3 separate regions of the Macaca mulatta genome follow, and all the other regions are linked to region 3. A link is a contact called in public Hi-C data. All regions are on one chromosome and are shown on one strand. Each heading gives the region's core, a stretch centred on a gene start, on an enhancer-like site or on the middle of the called end of the contact. The rest is flanking DNA. Distances are from core to core; before and after follow the strand shown.

What was found. A called contact is a pair of places that touch in the nucleus more often than the background predicts.
Region 1: a Hi-C map of fetal cortex germinal zone shows a contact between it and region 3, with 6 times the contacts expected there. The contact joins two enhancer-like sites. A contact is called at or near these places in 2 of 14 Hi-C or Micro-C datasets (fetal cortex germinal zone and liver).
Region 2: a Hi-C map of fetal cortex germinal zone shows a contact between it and region 3, with 5 times the contacts expected there. The contact joins the promoter of RFC5 here to the enhancer-like site in region 3. A contact is called at or near these places in 2 of 14 Hi-C or Micro-C datasets (fetal cortex germinal zone and fetal cortical plate).

Annotation. Positions count from the first base shown.
Region 1 is chr11:125,304,768-125,307,467 of T2T-MMU8v2.0, forward strand. WSB2 (WD repeat and SOCS box containing 2) reads right to left here. Exons shown (of 9, transcript XM_077955358.1): 6 at 2,193-2,365; 7 at 1,056-1,166; 8 at 828-935; 9 at 1-208. The coding sequence ends at 46. Among named protein-coding and RNA genes, the nearest start is that of RFC5, 20 kb to the left of the region's middle. Within about 2 kb of position 1,269, at least 14 of the 40 cell types and tissues checked have an H3K27ac peak or open chromatin away from gene starts, as enhancers often do. A contact at or near this core is called in fetal cortex germinal zone, where this site is marked.
Region 2 is chr11:125,285,081-125,287,780 of T2T-MMU8v2.0, forward strand. It overlaps RFC5 (replication factor C subunit 5), which reads left to right and starts at 1,272. Exons shown (of 12, transcript NM_001261662.1): 1 at 1,272-1,468. The coding sequence starts at 1,404.
Region 3 is chr11:125,143,883-125,146,582 of T2T-MMU8v2.0, forward strand. The region is part of intron 1 of KSR2 (kinase suppressor of ras 2); the gene reads right to left. Among named protein-coding and RNA genes, the nearest start is that of KSR2, 94 kb to the right of the region's middle. Within about 2 kb of position 1,354, at least 13 of the 40 cell types and tissues checked have an H3K27ac peak or open chromatin away from gene starts, as enhancers often do. A contact at or near this core is called in fetal cortex germinal zone and fetal cortical plate, where this site is marked.

The sequences.
Region 1 (2,700 bases), core at 19-2,518, 160 kb after region 3:
AGGACGATCTACCCTGCTACAAAGAAACACAAGATGTGGCGTTGCTTAAAAAGTCCTGTATGTGAGGAACTCTTTCATTTTCTTGGGGATTGGCAGTGCTAGGACTTGGTAAGTTGTTAGGAAACTTCGAAGGGCTTTCCGGCATAAGTGCTTCAGTGAGGACAGCACCCGAGGAGCTGTCCAGAACTGGACGTGGCCATCTCTTGTCCTGAAATGAAACAAACCGATGCTGTGTTAAGACAGAGCTTGGATGTTCATGTTTTCATGAGGATGGATACTCAAGTTTCTGTTTTGACTGGAAAGAGCGGAGTCTTCAGAGAGTGAAATGTAACCCTGACCGTGGAAATGGATGTAAAAGTTGTGGTGCTGAATAATTAAGGCTGCTGATAGGATTAGAAAAACTCAAGACACCTTTGATACCAAAGTGCTCTCTCTCCGCACAGCCCTTTCTAAATCTGACCACAGTCAGTTCTAAAGTAATAGGAGGAAGAGTGCCACCTACTGAATTATAGATGTTACCTGTAAAGTGGTCTTTTAGCCCTAAATAGTTTCCCATATATTATGCATCATCTCAATTTTATTCTCCCTTGTGAACTTGGCCCATTAGGTGGCATGACTTACAGGTCTTTAATTACATTTAGGTTAAATATTCAGAGAAAATGGTACACTGTATTAGCAAAATCGATCATTTGAGTTTTATATAATCTTGAATTGCCTTAAAGGTTTCCTCATAGGCAAGAAAATTCTAGATGGTTTCTTTCCTTAAAAAGCTCCATGGTATACTCAGCAGAAACCACCACCCATCTGTTCAGCTAACAAATACATACCCTGTGGCAATGACTCCACCATGTGGAAAAAATGTGCAGCAAAGACCATTGGTCATAGGAGCAAATGCTATGGGAGTTTTCAGTTCCAGGGCCCAGATCCTGAGGAGTCTGGATGGGGAGAGAGAACATCCACACATTAGCTGACCCAGGGCAAGACCAGGAGGGCCTTGCTGCCATTACTTGCAAGCACTTGTTCTGAGGTCACGTAAAGAGAGTTCTATTTGTTACCTGTCATCTGCCACCGTGGCAAGGTACAAGCCTTCTGGAGAGAAGCACACAGATCTCAGTGAGCTAATGTGGACATCACTGTCATCCATGGCGGGGTCAACCTGGGTGTGGCTGAGAAGGAAAGAAACAGGATGGCAGGCCTGGAGTGATGGCTGCTCTCCACCCTCCATCGTCACCCCAGGCAGGAAGCCAAACTGCCGTGGCTATAAAAGGACTCAACATGCACTTGTGTGCCCCTCGTGGAAAAGCTTGGGATTTGCACACTGGGAAAAAAAGGATATCTCAGAAGGCTCCAGGTGTCCTGTGGAGGGACTGAAGGGTTACTAACACTTCCTTGTGCTAATTGGCTTATGCAAAGTAGGTCAGCCCTCACTTTAATGCCACAGTAGAAACTGCAAGTCTTTTTTAGGCTAAGATACATGATAATTATAGGACTGCCTATTATTTGCTTCATAAAACAACAGACACAAAAGGAAAAAGGAGACCAAGTTTATGAGAACATGAAACTCATTTTGGAAAGCACAGTTTCGATAAGAGGCTCTTTCTGAACTTGTTACTACAGTTATTAGTAAATGGAAATAAAGAGTCATATTGAGGCTTCATAATGCTGATTCCAAAGAAGTACATGCAGCCGCCTGAATCGGGAGACGGGAAGACACTCAAAGCTACTTGAGAGGGCTTAACTGACAAGGCATCACTAAGAAGCAATGAACCAGTCCAGGCGCAGTGGCTCATGCCTGTAATTCCAGCAGTTTGGGAGACGAGGCGGTGGATCACCTGAGGTCAGGAGTTTGAGACCAGCCTGACCAACGTGGTGAAACCCCATCTCTACTAAAAATACAAAAATTAGCCGGGCCTGGTGGCACACGCCTGTAGTCCCAGCTACTCAGGAGGCTGAGGCAGGAGAATCGCTTGAACCTGGGATGTGGAGGCTGCAGTGATCCAAGATTGCGCCACTGCCCTCCAACCTGGGTGACAGAGCGAGACTCCATCTCAAAAGAAAAAGAGACCCACTGTGCCTTTTTATCCAGCTTTTCCCCCTCCCATGTCCCAGACTCTAAAAGAGACATGTCTAATCCCAGGCAGGTTCCTCATCAGTCCCCCTACAAAAAAGTCATAGCAGGATTCAGTCCTTACTGGAGTGACCTCAGCCTTTCGCCGGTGTAGGGGTCCCACATAATCACATTGGTATCGTAAGAAGCCGTGACAAGCAGGGCAGAGTCGGGGGAGAAGTCACAAGAGACAACACTGCTTTGATGGCCCTCTAGCTTCCGAATTAACGTGTAGGACCTCATGCTCCATAGAAAGACCTGTGGAAAGTAAGAAGTGCCTGGTTAGGGCAGAAGCGAAGTGCTTAGGACTCAAATGGAGGGAGGGAAAGGTACCACCACCAAATCTTCTGCAGGCCTTGTGGCCAGGTCAAGTTGATTCTCTATCCCTTTCCTACAGCTCTTCCAGAACCTGTCGTATAGGTTTAAATAAGGTAACTGGTCTGGATTTTTGAGGATTTAAGCCAACAGACATGCTCAAGGAGCTCACTATAAGAGAGAATAAACCAGACCAGCCTTAGGAAGCCCCCCGCTGAAACGCATGTGCAGAGACTTCGGAGTCTGCTTCTGAGTCCTGTTTGCCAACAGGGTAGTAC
Region 2 (2,700 bases), core at 22-2,521, 140 kb after region 3:
TGAAAACCCGTCTCTACTAAAAATACAAAAAATGAGCTGTGCATGGTGGTGGGCACCTGTAGTCCCAGCTCCTTGGGAGGCTGAGGCAGGAGAATGGTGTGAACCCGGGAGGCAGAGGTTGCAGTGAGCCGAGATCGCCGCTGTACTCCAGCCTGGGCAACAGAGCGAGATTCCGTCTCAAAAAAAAAAAAAAAAAAAAAAAAGACTTCAGTATGGATGCTTTGCATGCTCATTGCTGGAAAATACAGACCAGGCCAGGCATGGTGGCTCACGCCTGTAATCCCAGCACTTTGGGAGGCTGAGACGGGTGGATCACTTGAGGTCAGGAGTTCGAAACCAGCCTGTCCAACATGGTGAAATCCCGTCTCTACTAAAAATACAAAAATTAGCCAGGCGTGGTGGCACGCACCTGTACTCCCAGCTACTCCGGAGGCTGAGGCAGAGAATCGCTTGAACCTGGGAGGCAGAGGTTGCAGTGAGTCAAGATGGTGCCACTGTACTCCAGCTTTCGTGACAAAGCGAGACTCCAAAAAAAGAAAAGAAAATACAGACCGATAAAAAAGAAGAAAATAAAAGCGATCTAGAATTCTCCTCGCTTCAGGAAAAAAACTAAAATGTTGATATCGATTCTCCTCAGTATCTCAGATCACAGAGACCCTGTCCTCTGTGTTCATGAACTAGATCCTTCCAGCGACACAGATTAACCCAACTGGAAGTTTCTGTTTGTTTTTCTCTGGAGATGTTTTCTGGAGGTTGGTTCTCCAAATTTTGTTGGGTGAGGGACACGGATTCTGGAGACAGGTAGGTTGCAGTTGTGTTTGTTTGGGGTTGTTTTCGTTTCCAAACATTCACCTCCCAGCTTTGGGGCCGAGAGGTATCGCGAGCCTTTTTTCACAAGGGCGTCTGTATTCAAGACCCAACCGTGTTACTCCGGGCTGTTTTTTTCTTAGATTCTTTTTTTTTTTTTTTTTTTTTTTAGCCCCGGCAGCTTTTGTTCCTTTGAACGTAAGGGTTTGAAGCTTGGCGATGGAGGAATTGGCTTTGGCCGTGCGATCTTAATATGTAATGATGACTGGGGCTGCAGGGGGCCCTGCCTTTCCCGCTTCCCTGCTCTGAAAGCGCCTGGGTATCTAAGAGCTCAGAGCAGGCTGGAGGGGCGGAGCTTGGAGGAAGGCCGGCGGCCCGCGCCTCCCGGTAACCTAGCAACCGGCGCCCTAGCAACGCGAGGGGGCGGGACCGAGGGAGGAAGTCGGAAACTGGTGGCTACGGCTCGCGAGAGTTGCTTTTGCGCGCGAACTCTAAGTGCCAGGGTCGAACTCAGGGCCGGGTCGCGGCTGGTCACTGGACAGGGGCTTGGGTGACGCGACGATCTCAGCTGATCTGGTCACCTTCGTCTCCCCGCCATGGAGACCTCAGCGCTCAAGCAGCAGGAGCTGCCCGCGGCGGCCAAGATCAGGAACCTGCCCTGGTAGGAAGAGGCCGAGCGGCGGCTGTGGGCAGAGGGGGCCGGGCAGCCGCGCGGGGAGGAGGTGGCTGGAGTGGGCAGGTGATCGGACCCCAACCCGACCTCTTCCCGTCTCCCCCGGGCCTGCAGCCGGGACCGAGCCGCAAAGGTTTTCTCCGACACCCCCCAGCTCCCCAGACTCGTCCGTCTGTTTAGGACTTTTGCCAGCTGTCACCCTTTGACGCCCAGCTCCATTTGCCGAAGAAGAAGTCGGCTTTCGCACCTGGTGACAGCACAGGGGTTCGATTCCGTGTCTCCTGACACCTGCAATGGCCTCCATGCCAAAGTGCCCTCTTCCCACTCTTCAAAACCTGCGATGCGACTACTGGTCACATTTTAAATTAGTAATAAGGCTCCCTGGTCAACTTTTATTGGATGGCATATTATTAGATTAGCAGACGCCCTGTTAGATGTTCGATCCTTACAAAGACCGTAAGAGGTAGGCACCGCTTCAAATTTTACACAGGAGGAAACTGCATTTTAGAAGGGTTAAATGACTTCCCTATGGTCCAAGGCTAAAAAATTGGCTTGGAGGTGAATCTAGGAAGTCTGAATTCAGAGCTTGTACTCTTAACCATCCTACTTCAACAACTGTGTTCTAGCAATGCTTTCAAGACTTTGAAGCAATTTGGCTTGGCTTCGAAAAGCTCCAAGTTGTCATTGTCTAGTAACTAGTTTAAAAAAATTTGTTTTTTTGAGACGGAGTCTCCCTCTGTTGCTGGAGTGCAGTGGCGCGATCTCAGCTCCCTGCAACCTCCGCCTCCTGGATTCAAGCAGTTCCCTACCTCAGCCTCCTGAGTAGCTGGGATTACAGAAGCCTGCCACCACGCCCGGCTAATTTTTGTATTTTTAGTAGAGACGAGGTTTCACCGTATTGTCCAGGCTGGTCTTGAACTCCAGACCTCGTGATCCACCTGCCTCGGCCTCCCAAAGTGCTGGGATTACAGGCTTGAGCCACCGTGGCCGGCCAATTTGTTTTTATTGTGGTTAAAAAAACCCAGAAGATTGACAGTTGTAACTATTTCATGTATTTACATATTTTTTTTTTAGAGACAGGGTCTTGCTCTGTCGCCCAGGCTGGAGTGCAGTGGCGTGATTACAGCTCAGTGTCACCTCAAACATTGGAGTTCAAGCCATTCTCCTGCCTCAGCCTCCAAAAAACTGGGACTTTTGGAGGCGAGCTACCAAGCCCATCC
Region 3 (2,700 bases), core at 104-2,603:
ACAGGACTCTTGGAAATAGCACACCCAAGCCAAGCCCACCGTCTGACTCTGCACTGCCCAGGTGTAGGCTAAGGTTCCCTGGGCCTGGGGTTAGAGGGATCACAGGTTGCGGAAATCCGACAGAGCTGGAGCCCGAAGGTGTAATTTTCCATCTCCACACCAGGGGGCAGCCTGGCACCTTCCACGACAGATGGAAAATTTTTCAGGCCTTGGCCCATCGGAGCGTCCGCAGCGCCTTATTACTGTACTCTGTATTAGCATGGCGGTAAATTTAGCAGCATAAACACACACACACACACACATACACACACACACACAAAATCAAAAAGTCAAGCCATGTGACAGAGCTAAAAATAATCGTGTCTGAAATCCCTAATGTGAAACGGGGAACTTTTCACTCCAAATCTAAACCCAGATCAAACCTGGAGACCTCCGGGAACGTACTGGCCGTTGGGTTTGACAGAGCCCCAGATCCTCACCCTTTAGGTGCTATTTTTTTTACATATATATAAAACAAAAGCGGAGTCCATGAAAGCTGGGAGGGAATGCAGGACACCGTGGGGGCCTTCTACGGACCGGGCCCTTGCAAGAACCATCCCTGGTGTAGACCTCGCAGCAGCGCCAAGGGAAGGGGCTTAGCTCTCAGCCCATTTTACACACGAGAAAACTGCGGCTCAGGAATGGGACAGGGCTGGCCTTATGGTCACACACATAAAGAGGCAGGCTCCAGAGCCCTCTGTGTCCCTCAGGACTGCCCATCAGCACCCCATAATCGCTACCTTCTCCCTAAAGGTACAGATGAGCAGCAAAGAGTTCCAGCCTTTGAACTTGCTTGTCCCACCGTCCGGAGCTCTTCTGTCAGCTTTAGGCATAAACGACCCTTTCCGTTTCTTCAGGTGTCACCTCTGCCCGAGCCCCCCTCAATGCCACCGTCACGCCGCCCTGCTTTCTTTCCTTGGTGGCACTTCGCTATCTCACAAATCATCCTGTTTATTGGTTTCCATGGTTACGCACCCCCCCCCACCACCACCACCACCACACACCCATCATGTCAGCTCAAGAGAGCACGGGCTTTGCCTGTCTTTTCCCCAGCGTTCAGATCTGTGCCTGGCATACAGTCGGTGCTCAATACATTTTCCTTGGTCTTTCAATAAACCAACATCCTTGGTGGTTAAACACCAGGCCACTAAAAATGAATCCCAAGTCCTTTTCAAGCGGGCACAGAGCACCTGCAGGACCGGGTCCCTGGTTGTGTTATTAAGGTTCTCGGGTGATCAGACCCCATGCGGGTAATGAAATCGCGGCAGCCACAGCCGGCAGCCCCGACGCCTTCCCGCCGTTGCCAGGGCGACCATTGTCATAACATCCCTGGCGCTTAGCGGCCCAGCTGACGAGGGAGAGAATTATTTGACTGGAGAACGTCTCAAGTAACCGGCCAATTTGCATCCACAGGAAAATCCCCTGCTGAGGGAGGGCTGGAGGCCTGGGAGAGGCGCCCTTCCTTCTCTCCCCAGCTCTGGATCCCAGTGAGAACCAGATCCCTAGGCCAGGCAGAGGAACCCAACAGTCTGGGGCAGTCCCCTGTGAATGCTGGAACACAGGCAGCTGCCTCTGCAGGAAGGAAGAGCCCCCTGTCCGCTGCCTCACTATTGCTGATGGTTTTTCCTTTTCTCTATGTTATTACTGCTAGTGAATATTACAAACAATAGAAAAAAAGGGTTAATATATTTAATGAGCACTTACTAGACAGCAGGTCCAGTAGTAATAACTTCCTTACACGATACTTATAATTTTAACATTTACACAATAATACATTATGTCAATATTTATACTCTACATGTATATTGTCTGATGTCATCATAGGTGTAGGCATACATCCCCCACACATGATAATTCATATGTAATACATAATATAATTTGAAATATAACAATATTTATATTATGCAACATATACAGGTTGAGTATCCCTTATCCGAAACACTTGGGAGCAGACATGTTTCAGATTTTAGATTTTTTTCAGGTTTTGAAATCTTTGCATTATACATCATGAGATATCTTGGGGATGGTACCCAAATTTAAACACAAAATTCAATTATGTTTCATATATACCTTATACACATAGCCTGGAAGTAATTTTGTACAATATTTTTAATGTGTTGCATTACAGAGTTAGTGTTAAGATTTATGTGTGGAATTTTCCACTTGTGATGTCATGCCAGTGCTCAAAAGTTTCCGATTATTGGGAGGCCAAGACAGGTGGATCACTTGAGGTCAGGAGTTCAAGACCAGCCTGGTCAACATGGTGAAACCCCGTCTCTACTAAAAATACAAAAATTAGCGGAGCATGGTGGTGGGTGCCTGTAATCCCAGCTACTTGGGACACTGAGGCAGGAGAATGGCTTGAGCTCGGGAGGGGGAGGTTGGAGTGAGCCAAGATCATACCACTGTACTCCAGCCTGGGCGACAGAGCAAGACTCCATCTCAAAAAAAAGTTTCCAATTACAGAACATTTTAGATTTTAAATTTTGGATTAGGGATGCTCAACCTGTATTATATATTTATAATAATAAAACTGACATTTGTTGATTGTTTTTATATGCTAGCCCTGTGCCTACTGCTTTGTGTTAATAATGCTGTTACTGATGAATTATTATACAATATATTCATAATCACAAACATAGCTAAGTCTTATTGAGCACT